2 separate regions of the Mus musculus genome follow, and region 1 is linked to region 2. Evidence: chromatin contacts called from public HiChIP or PLAC-seq data. All regions are on one chromosome and are shown on one strand. Each heading gives the region's core, a stretch centred on a gene start, on an enhancer-like site or on the middle of the called end of the contact. The rest is flanking DNA. Distances are from core to core; before and after follow the strand shown.

What was found. HiChIP or PLAC-seq counts read pairs in DNA pulled down with a chosen protein or histone mark.
Region 1: an H3K27ac HiChIP or PLAC-seq map of embryonic fibroblasts shows a contact between it and region 2, with 6 times the contacts expected there. The contact joins two enhancer-like sites. A contact is called at or near these places in 3 of 484 Hi-C or Micro-C datasets (adipose-derived mesenchymal stem cells, embryonic fibroblasts and uterus) and 3 of 115 datasets of contacts at active chromatin or transcription factors (the NIH/3T3 cell line, astrocytes and embryonic fibroblasts).

The regions. Positions count from the first base shown.
Region 1 is chr8:31,841,353-31,845,804 of GRCm38.p6, forward strand. The region is part of intron 2 of Nrg1 (neuregulin 1); the gene reads right to left. Among named protein-coding and RNA genes, the nearest start is that of Nrg1, 75 kb to the right of the region's middle. Within about 2 kb of position 1,484, at least 32 of the 459 cell types and tissues checked have an H3K27ac peak or open chromatin away from gene starts, as enhancers often do. A contact at or near this core is called in embryonic fibroblasts, where this site is marked.
Region 2 is chr8:31,209,877-31,214,404 of GRCm38.p6, forward strand. All of the region lies in intron 3 of Fut10 (fucosyltransferase 10), which reads left to right. It also overlaps the pseudogene Gm8051. Among named protein-coding and RNA genes, the nearest start is that of Fut10, 25 kb to the left of the region's middle. Within about 2 kb of position 1,900, at least 38 of the 459 cell types and tissues checked have an H3K27ac peak or open chromatin away from gene starts, as enhancers often do. A contact at or near this core is called in embryonic fibroblasts, where this site is marked.

The sequences.
Region 1 (4,452 bases), core at 234-2,733, 630 kb after region 2:
GATTACCTAGGATCCAATAAAACAGAACTGTGTTCTAATCAAGACTTTTGTCTTACAGTAGTAACAAAAATACTAAAATTTCTCAAAGGTACACTAGCCTTAAAAATGACACTTATTATAACACTATGCGTTCTTAATTTTACATAGTGCCTTAGGAGATCATTTCATTTTTAAGTCTATGTTAAGATAAATTCTAAGGAATGCCCAGAGTTGCTTTAGCTTAGAGTCCAGTTATGATTAATGTAGCCTTGTCCTTCCATGTGAGGTCCAGAGCTTTACTGTGGTTATAAGGTGCATGAATGTTAGCAGTTAGTAATCCCTAACAATTTTCTATAATCTTTCCAACCAGGAGAAATAGCAATTATAAATCACTCATTAAATTAATAAACATAGTTGAATCCTTATGAAAAGCAGTTGAATAGTGATAATACTCCACAAATGATCCAGCACATTTACTAAGGATTCATTCATAGATGCATGTGTTTTGAGAATCAGTTTATGAACACTCTAGACATACTCAAAGATATTTACAAATTCCCAAGAAAGATCTGGTTCTATAGGGTTCTGGCCAATTTTATAAACTATTTATCAGTTACAGTCAACTTGTAAGCCATCTTTAGACATCTTCCTTCCTTTGTTTCCTGGTTTCATCTTTGTCCCTGGAGAACAGTGGAGGGAAGAAACCTGATGGCCAGTATTCTACTCATTAGTCATCACTCCGCAATGAAACATTTGGCCAGTTTTTAAAATACCCTGTCAGGAAGAATAACATGTCTTCTTCTTTAGTACTAACTGTGGCATCTCCTTTTACACTGTAAAACATGTGAACTTATCTATCTACTTGGTGTTGATATTTACAAACATAAAGTTATGAAAATGTCAACAAACCCATTCTGGGAAATAGTGACTTGTTCTGCTTGCTGTCAAAGCCTCCTGCTGTTTCTCTGGATTGCCCATGGATGCCGCACTCAGACTTCTGGGTTGCTTTGCTGTAGTATCACATTGCAAACACAGACATTGTTCACCCTGTAGCTGGCTTGGTATTCCAGCCAGAGCTCGCCTACTCACTGGCTGAGTATCTGCATTGTAGATTATTTTTCTTTTCCCAAATGTATTGTTACTATTAGTCTGCATTTTTCGAAGATGAATCTTATTCTGTTATCAGCCTTTAAGTGAAAATACTTGAGGCTTATATGTGTTTTTCTAATTTGTGTTTTAGTGTCCTTTACAGTGTCATCTGCAAAAGCCATTTGTTTCCTCAAGAGGATGCCCTTCTTAACATCATTAAAGAAAAATACTAAATAGAAAACATTCCAATAATGTTTCTTTCAGATTTAGCCTATACCTCCCATTACTGCTCAGCTGGCATATGCCTCCCCCTTCTTTTATTATGACCCTGGGACTAACTTCTAGTCCATGAGATAACAGAATACATATAGCGGCCTCATAGGTCTCATGAGTCAATACTGAGGTAAAGTACAAATCACACACTGGCTCTCACACGTGCTTCCTCACTAACAGTGAGTGTGGCATGTTTAGGAACACATCTCTCCTTGCCAGAGCCTTAGGCCTTACCAAACACTAAGCTTGTACTGTTTCCAGTGAAATGCTTACTCCGAGACTATAACACTCACCAGCGTTTATACAACTCGAGGCATCCTTAAGTCAAGGCAAAGGACCTCGCCATGTTACAGTGACACATGACATACTGGCTGCTCATCTGTGGTCTGTCAGTCTTCCCTTCGAAGGCTCTGAGGCACTATCTCATTCTTTCTGTGCTAACAGACCTGTTTGATGATGAGACATCTAAATGGGTTTCTTCTAAATTATTAAGTCGAAATATTTTGAAACTGCATTTTTATTTAACATAGACAGTCTGAAGGTGGTAGCTTCATACTTTCTGTCCCTCTACAAAACCTTCGTCTTTTATTCCTTAAGGACCTAGACATAATCTTAGGTCCTAATGTCTTCATAGTACTTGGTGCATCAATAATTGATTATTAAATCGATGGCTTGAAACATGGGTATTATGTTCACTGGCCCTTGTCTCCTGAAGGAAGAGGTCAGTGTGGTTTTGTTCATCCCTGGATGCTCAGCATGAACTCAGGCCTGCCTCGTGGGAACCTAATCAACACACATTGTTGCTAGCTGATGCAAGAGACGTGTATGTAGAGAGAGTTTAGCCAATGTTCTAATTCTAGACAGAACTGCACTTACATTGGTCCCTACAGGACTTTTTTTCAGACTATACTAGGAAGTCAAAATCTAAATACATTCACAAATACTAAGAGTGCTAGGATTCTCTGCACAGAAGAAAAAACTGAAGACGTGGGCGTCTGAAGAACTCAGTGTCTATATTCTTAAGAGTCCCATCAATTTCTCTCACAACTTCTGTTTCTGATAAATATGATGGCACCCAAGAACAGAGAAGTTCCCTATAAGAGAACACTCTCCTGCAAGTGGAATCAGCATGGCATTTACAATGTTCTAAAACTCCAATGGATTCTCATCATGCCTGTTTATGTCAAGTCATCTACTGATAAATAGTGTAGATATCACCACTGCTACCATCCTGACAGTATTTTGTGAAACTTTAGCCTTAAGCTAGTATGGCTGACTCTTTCTTTGTATCTTACTTAGCCCCTGGGTTTCCCTATCATGTGTAGCTAAGCATATTCTTGTGTTCATGGTTTTATCTTCCTGGTTCTCAAAGTTACTCTGGCTCCTTCTTAGCTTTCACACTACCCAAAGATTCCTGCTCAGCTTATAGAACATGTACCTAGATGCACTACTGAACAGAGGTTTTTGTTTTCTTTTGTTTCTATTTTTGTGTTGTTGTTGTTGTTGTTGTTGGTTTTTTGTTTGTTTGTTTTTTATGTTTGTTTCACTTCGTGCAGTGGAGGTGCTATTCTGGGGAGGCACATCACCATCTTCATCCTCATATCCAGATCCTAACTTTTAGTGTTTGTGTGTGTATTTATAAGAAGGCATAAGGATGGGTATACGCTACAAAACTAGGTAGAAGATCATGGGATCAAGAGGAGTAAGAAAGGGCAGGGGTCAGGGTAAGGGTAGATGTGTTATGAAAGAAGAAAGGTGCTACTCGGGTAGAAGACAGAATATGGGGAAGGAGGAGAGAGAAGGGACAGGAAGGAGAAGTGACAAAGGTAAATTGTTTAAAAATGCTATACTGAAACATTTTTTGGTATGTCAACAATAAAGGAAAGGGAAGAAGAGAAAAGATTTTTTTCCTGCCTGTTCAAAGGTAACCTAGTATACTGGAAGAACTCTGTACACAAGAGCTACATGCGTAAATGCTTCTCTACTTCTAGTCCTGTCTTTCCCTTTAAATTCTAATTGCCTTAGAAGTCAGCACTGTGCTATTTGGAACATATTTGCTCCCTTGCAGAGCTTAGTTGCTTAGCAATTTCATGTCTTCACACATGCTAAGCTTATATCTGCCTTGTGTTATTATCAATGTTTTAAAAGGACCTATCATAGAGTTCTACAGGCAATTATTAACATTTCATTTACCAAATTTAAGTTACAGTAACATATTACTGTGACTTGATATCCAAGAGTTTTATTTGTATAATGATGAATCTCTTAACAATATATAATAGAGCATGACCTACACAAATATGTAGACACTAATTATATAAAATCACTGGAAGTCCAGGATGAAGGAAACTATCTTTTACGTGTAGATTGATTTCTGATTTTTAATTTTGATTTGTTTTTTTTTTTAAATAAGGTAGCTAGCTAGTGATCAAAAATATTAATAGGGTGATCAGGGACATAACTAATCGATCACATAAAAATTACAAAGTTAGCAGGTGGCTTCATAAAAGCCACATAAACTTTTAAGTTAAAGAAAAAATTAGGGATTAAATATAACACCACCATATTTTTCCAATGTTTACAGAGAAATAGTACCATTTACTTTTTATTATTAGAGGAGAAAAAAAGGTATTACTGGAGTTAAAAGTACTTTAGCAGAGATGAACTCATTTAATTTTTCTGATTCCCTGGGGAAATTTTTGGAAAACATAGTAACTCTATGTTATAAATGAAGACAGTGTCTAGAGGGTTGAAAATTGGAAAGACACAGGACTGCTTACCAAAATTGGTGGTTAAAACCCAAATCCCTCACTGTAAGCCTGTATCTGTCCACTGGGTAATATATCACATTTATAAGCATTGTCTGTTGGAAAAAATAAATTTTAGGTTAAAACACTTCCCATTCACGTCTTCCAAGTTCTCTACTGAACTGCTCACATTGGGAAGTGAAGAAAGAATCTGGACAATTTCATATTCAAATGATCTTGTTGCTTTGCACCATGTGATGACAGAGCATCAGAGTACAGGAAGTGGACCCGCTCCTCTCTCCTCTCTGCATATTCTGTTATAGTCACTAATTCTTTTTCTGGGATACATCTTAAATTACTGTAG
Region 2 (4,528 bases), core at 650-3,149:
ATGTGATGAATTTTCATGTGGTGGTTTAAAAACAATCTTTCTTTCTGGCTGTCTGTCTTGATAACAAGGTGAGTGCAGCAGTTTCCGTTTCTCAGCTGACGATTGATTTGCTCTCGATATGGTAGAATGTGAGGGGTTAACTTAGAGATCATAGAGTTGAACTTATTTCACAGAATGCAGTAAGTAAGTCTTATTAGCACTCTGAAGTACCACATACGCACTGGGGACCAGGCCAAATCTTATCTGGACTCCACTTCCAGGTGCACCCAAGACGTCATTCTCATCTTCACTCACCCATAGCAGGAGTCCAGAGATTTAGTTCCCACTGAAAAAGCAAAGACCACTGCTATACAGTGTGTATAGTCTTTCTCATCTATTGGATGGAACACAGGGCCCCCAATGGAGGAGCTAGAGAAAGTACCAAGGAGCTGAAAGGGTCTGCAACCCTATAGGTAGAACAACAATATGAACTAACCAGTACCCTCAGAGCTCATGTCTCTAGCTGCATATGTAACAGAAGATGGCCCAGTCGGCCATCATTGGGAAGATAGGCCCCTTGATCTTGCAACTTTATATGCCCCAGTACAGGGGAACGCCAGGGCCATGAATTGGGAGTGGGTGGGTAGGGGATCAGGGCGGGGGGAGGGTATAGCATTTGGAATGTAATTGAAGAAAATATCTAATAAAAAATTGGGGGGAAAAGAAAAAAGAAAAAGAAAACATGACTGCCATCCAGGGCATGGTGGTGCACGCCTTTAATCCCAGCAGTTGGGAGGCAGAGACAGACGGATCTCTGAGTTCAAGACCAGCCTGCTGTCTAGAGTGAGTTACATGACAGGCAGGGCCAGGTCTACACCGAGGAACCCTTTCTTGAAAACCAACAACAACAGCAAAAACAAAGAGAATGAAAAAGAAAACACAACTTGTAGTTCCTTTTCCCATGGCCATGAGCAGTTGCTCTCTTATATCCAAAGTTGCACAAAAGTATGTCAGAGCTGTCTCTTTCTCCTTAGCACAATCTCTCCTAATTTTCAGCTCTGCATACTGGTTCTTGCCCATTTTCACGGACTCCCCTGAATACCATAACTTCTTCCCTGGTCAGTGCCTCCTCCCAGCACGCTCTAGTGGTCTTGCATGCAGCTGCTTGCCTCTTCTGCTGCTTCGCTCCCCATTTCGCAGCCTCTATCCATGCTGACTTCCTTTCTTCTCGTGTAATTACCATGCTACCTGCTATCTGAAACCACACTGCTGCTTTCTCCTCTGGAATGTTCCTTCTACTCCCTAATTCTCTTTGTTCCACTCATCCACTCATCCTTCAATCTCAGCCTGTATCACTACTACCCTAGGACACCTCCTCTAACCTGCTGACCAGGTCTAGCCTGCCCTTAAAACATCTCACAAGTCCTCTGAGTTCTGATGTAACATTTACCATGTGACTGATCGCTGGGTGCCTTTCCTACTGTGCTGTGAGCTTCACAAAAATGAGGGCTTTTGCCATTTTACTTCCTATTGTATTTCTAGTCCTGAACATACTCCCCCCCCCCCCCCCCCCCGCCCCCATGCCAAACACTGAAAGAGCTGCCCTGGCCAACCTAATCAAGAGTTTTGTGGCAAGAGTAAGCTGTTCCACATGATGACAAGAGGGGGCAGCAGAGAGCTGTCAGAGTAGAAGCCTCTGTGAGGTTAGCAAACCAGGCTTGTCCGGCTCTTTAATTAGGAACAGACTAGGAGAGGGAGAAATGTCAATTTGGAAACCGAGAGGCCAGAGAACGATCTGTTCAGAAGAAAAATGGGGTGAGAGTGAGAAGGTTCTAGCAGGAGTTCAGGAGAGGAGGCTGGTGAGGTTTGTGAGCATGTCTTAGCCCCTGGCTGGGTGTCCTCATTCACGGCGGTCCTTTCCAGGGCTGGAAAGGATCCTGCCCCAGTCATGCTGCAGACAGGCTAGTCCATGAGGATGGGAGCCGCTGTGTTCTGGCCAGCAGCTTCTTTTCCTCTGGGAGCTCACAGTACATAGAGAGTGGCAATTCTGTCCCTCCACGAGATTTGAGACTCACAGGCTGGACCTTGAGACACGAGGAAGAAGGAGAAGGGTAGGAAGTAACATTTCCAAAGTGCCCTGTGTCACAGACACAACAAAGTCTGTCTGGTAAGATTACACTTTAACGCATTTGAAAGGTGGATGTATTCTGCTCTGCGGGTTACAGTCGTAAGTGTCGGCCATTCATCAGGCGGCTAATCTGAATTTTAACCTTAGCCTCGTGGTTTACAAATCTGTCTTTCTGATATGTACTCAGAAGACACGGAGACTCCCCCCACATTTTTTAAAGCTTCTTCTTGTGTAAGGAGAGCATGGTCTCTTTTTACTCCTGTGTTACACGAGGACTAACATTTTTATGAGGGAGGTGGAGAGTTCAGCTTGGCTCACTTGAGGGCTCTGGGTTCCACCCCCAGCACCACACACAGAAAAGCTGCGCTGGAAACGGTTACCCTAATTATGTGTGTGTTGGTTTCTGGGAAGTATTTAGGTTGATATCCACACTCTGTGTGGCTGGCCTGTAAAGGGAACTCTGTCAGGACCTTCCTCTTGATTTTATATGGAAACAAGCAAACATTTTGGGAGGGTTTCTTGGTCAGAGTGGCTCCCCGTGTAGAGAAAGGAGTTATCAGCTCACAGCTCAGGAACCAGCTTTAGAATTATTCCGAGTTTCTGTGAGGTCCTCTGGAGAGAGTCCCCTCAGGAGAGCTTGCTCTTACGCCCACCCTCCATACCCCCAGTACCTCTATTGCCTTCACTGTCTCCATGGTCTCCACTGCAGGCACTGTGCCTGCTACACCCACTGCGCACACTGCACCCACTGCTTCCTGTGTGCCCACTGCCTCCACTGCATGCACTGTGCCCACTGCTCTCACTGCATCTACTGAGCCCACTGCACCTGCTATGCCCACTGTTCCCACTGCCCCCACTGTGCCCACTGCACCCATTGCCTCTACTGCACCCACTGCCTCCGCTGCACGCACTGTGCCCACTGACCCCACTATACCCACTCTATCCCCTTGCACCCTCTGCACTCACTGCTCCCACTACTTCATCCACTGCATTAACGGTGCCCTCTGCCTCCACTGCTCCTACTGTCCCCGCTGCCCCACTGAACCCACTGCACCTACTGCACTCACTGTAGCCCTACACTCCCTGCAGCCACTGCACACACTGCCTCCATTGAGCCCACTGACCCTACTACACCCACTGTACCCCTTTGTACCCTCTGCGCTCACTGCACACTGCACCCACTGTGCCCACTGGGCCCATTGTTCTCACTGTCTGTCTCTCCTGCCCCTCAGTACCCAATGCCCTCACTGTGTCCCCTGCACTCACTGCACATATTACACTGTAGGCTTTGGCTTGCTATGCCTGAGCACCCTAGCCCAGGTCCCTGACTTCACTGTCCACAGAGCCCGTGTGGCTAGGAGGTCTGTGGCCTGGGATGGAAGAGCATCATCTCAAAAGATAGAAAGCCAGCAGAGTTGAGGGCAGTGCCCAGCACTGTCTCTGTTACCTTAGCAGCTGAGAACTGAGCACGGGCAAGTGCTTTTGGCAAGGGAGAGATATGTGACTCTATCAAGTACTAAATCATGCTGAAGAATTTCACAGACGCTAGTGGTAAATCTGTCGTTAACACCGTCTTTGTCCTTCTTTGCACTAGTGTGGCCTGTTACTATCCATTTTCACCCGCAGGAATGACTTGTCTGTGACCCCTTCCCATTATCACCTGCGGGATAGTATCTGTGTTGCCTTGTTTTTATTAGGTAGATTTGATCAAGCAGTTACTAACGGTGACAGCAAGCTGCTCTTCAGATGCCTGCAGATGTCAGTATAGCCGTGGAAGTGGCTGCTGCCACCGGCACCTTCCGTTCTCTGTGCACATGCCCTGAGTCATGTTAAGTTTCTCTCCTACTCTGCTTTTAGTTTGGAAAACACCTGTCGATTCACAAGGAGCTGAGAACGGCAAAAGGGCTCTGCTCTCCAACCGAAGGAGTATTTGCTGGGGACTTAGAACACATTTCTCTCCCAGTTAGCTAATTTTCAGGATGCTTTAGTGAAACCTTTTGGAAGAGACCACAGTGAAGATATACTGTCAAAGAAATTATTCTAGTCAAATTCTGGGACCTAGAATTAGGAAACGGAGCACATGGAGATGATGGAGGATCTGGTAAGTGAGCTTCATACACAAATTTCAGGGTGTTTTCCCAGGAGGTGACACTAGAGGGCAGTATGCACGGGTTAACGCTGGTCAGGGAGCAAGGATTTCTATTCTTCCAGTTATGTTTGAAAGTGTTCTTGCATCACTCTTTAAAGCTTCATTTTATCACACAAAGGAATAAAAAGTGTTAGTGTCTATGCTACCAGAAGTATTTTAGGATGAGAATTTTGATAATTCTATCTAGTTAATATTTAGATCTAATGTTCAAAGTCAAACTTTATCTTTTTTTAAACCTTTACATAAACAATTTATTTACTCTAAAGGGCAAC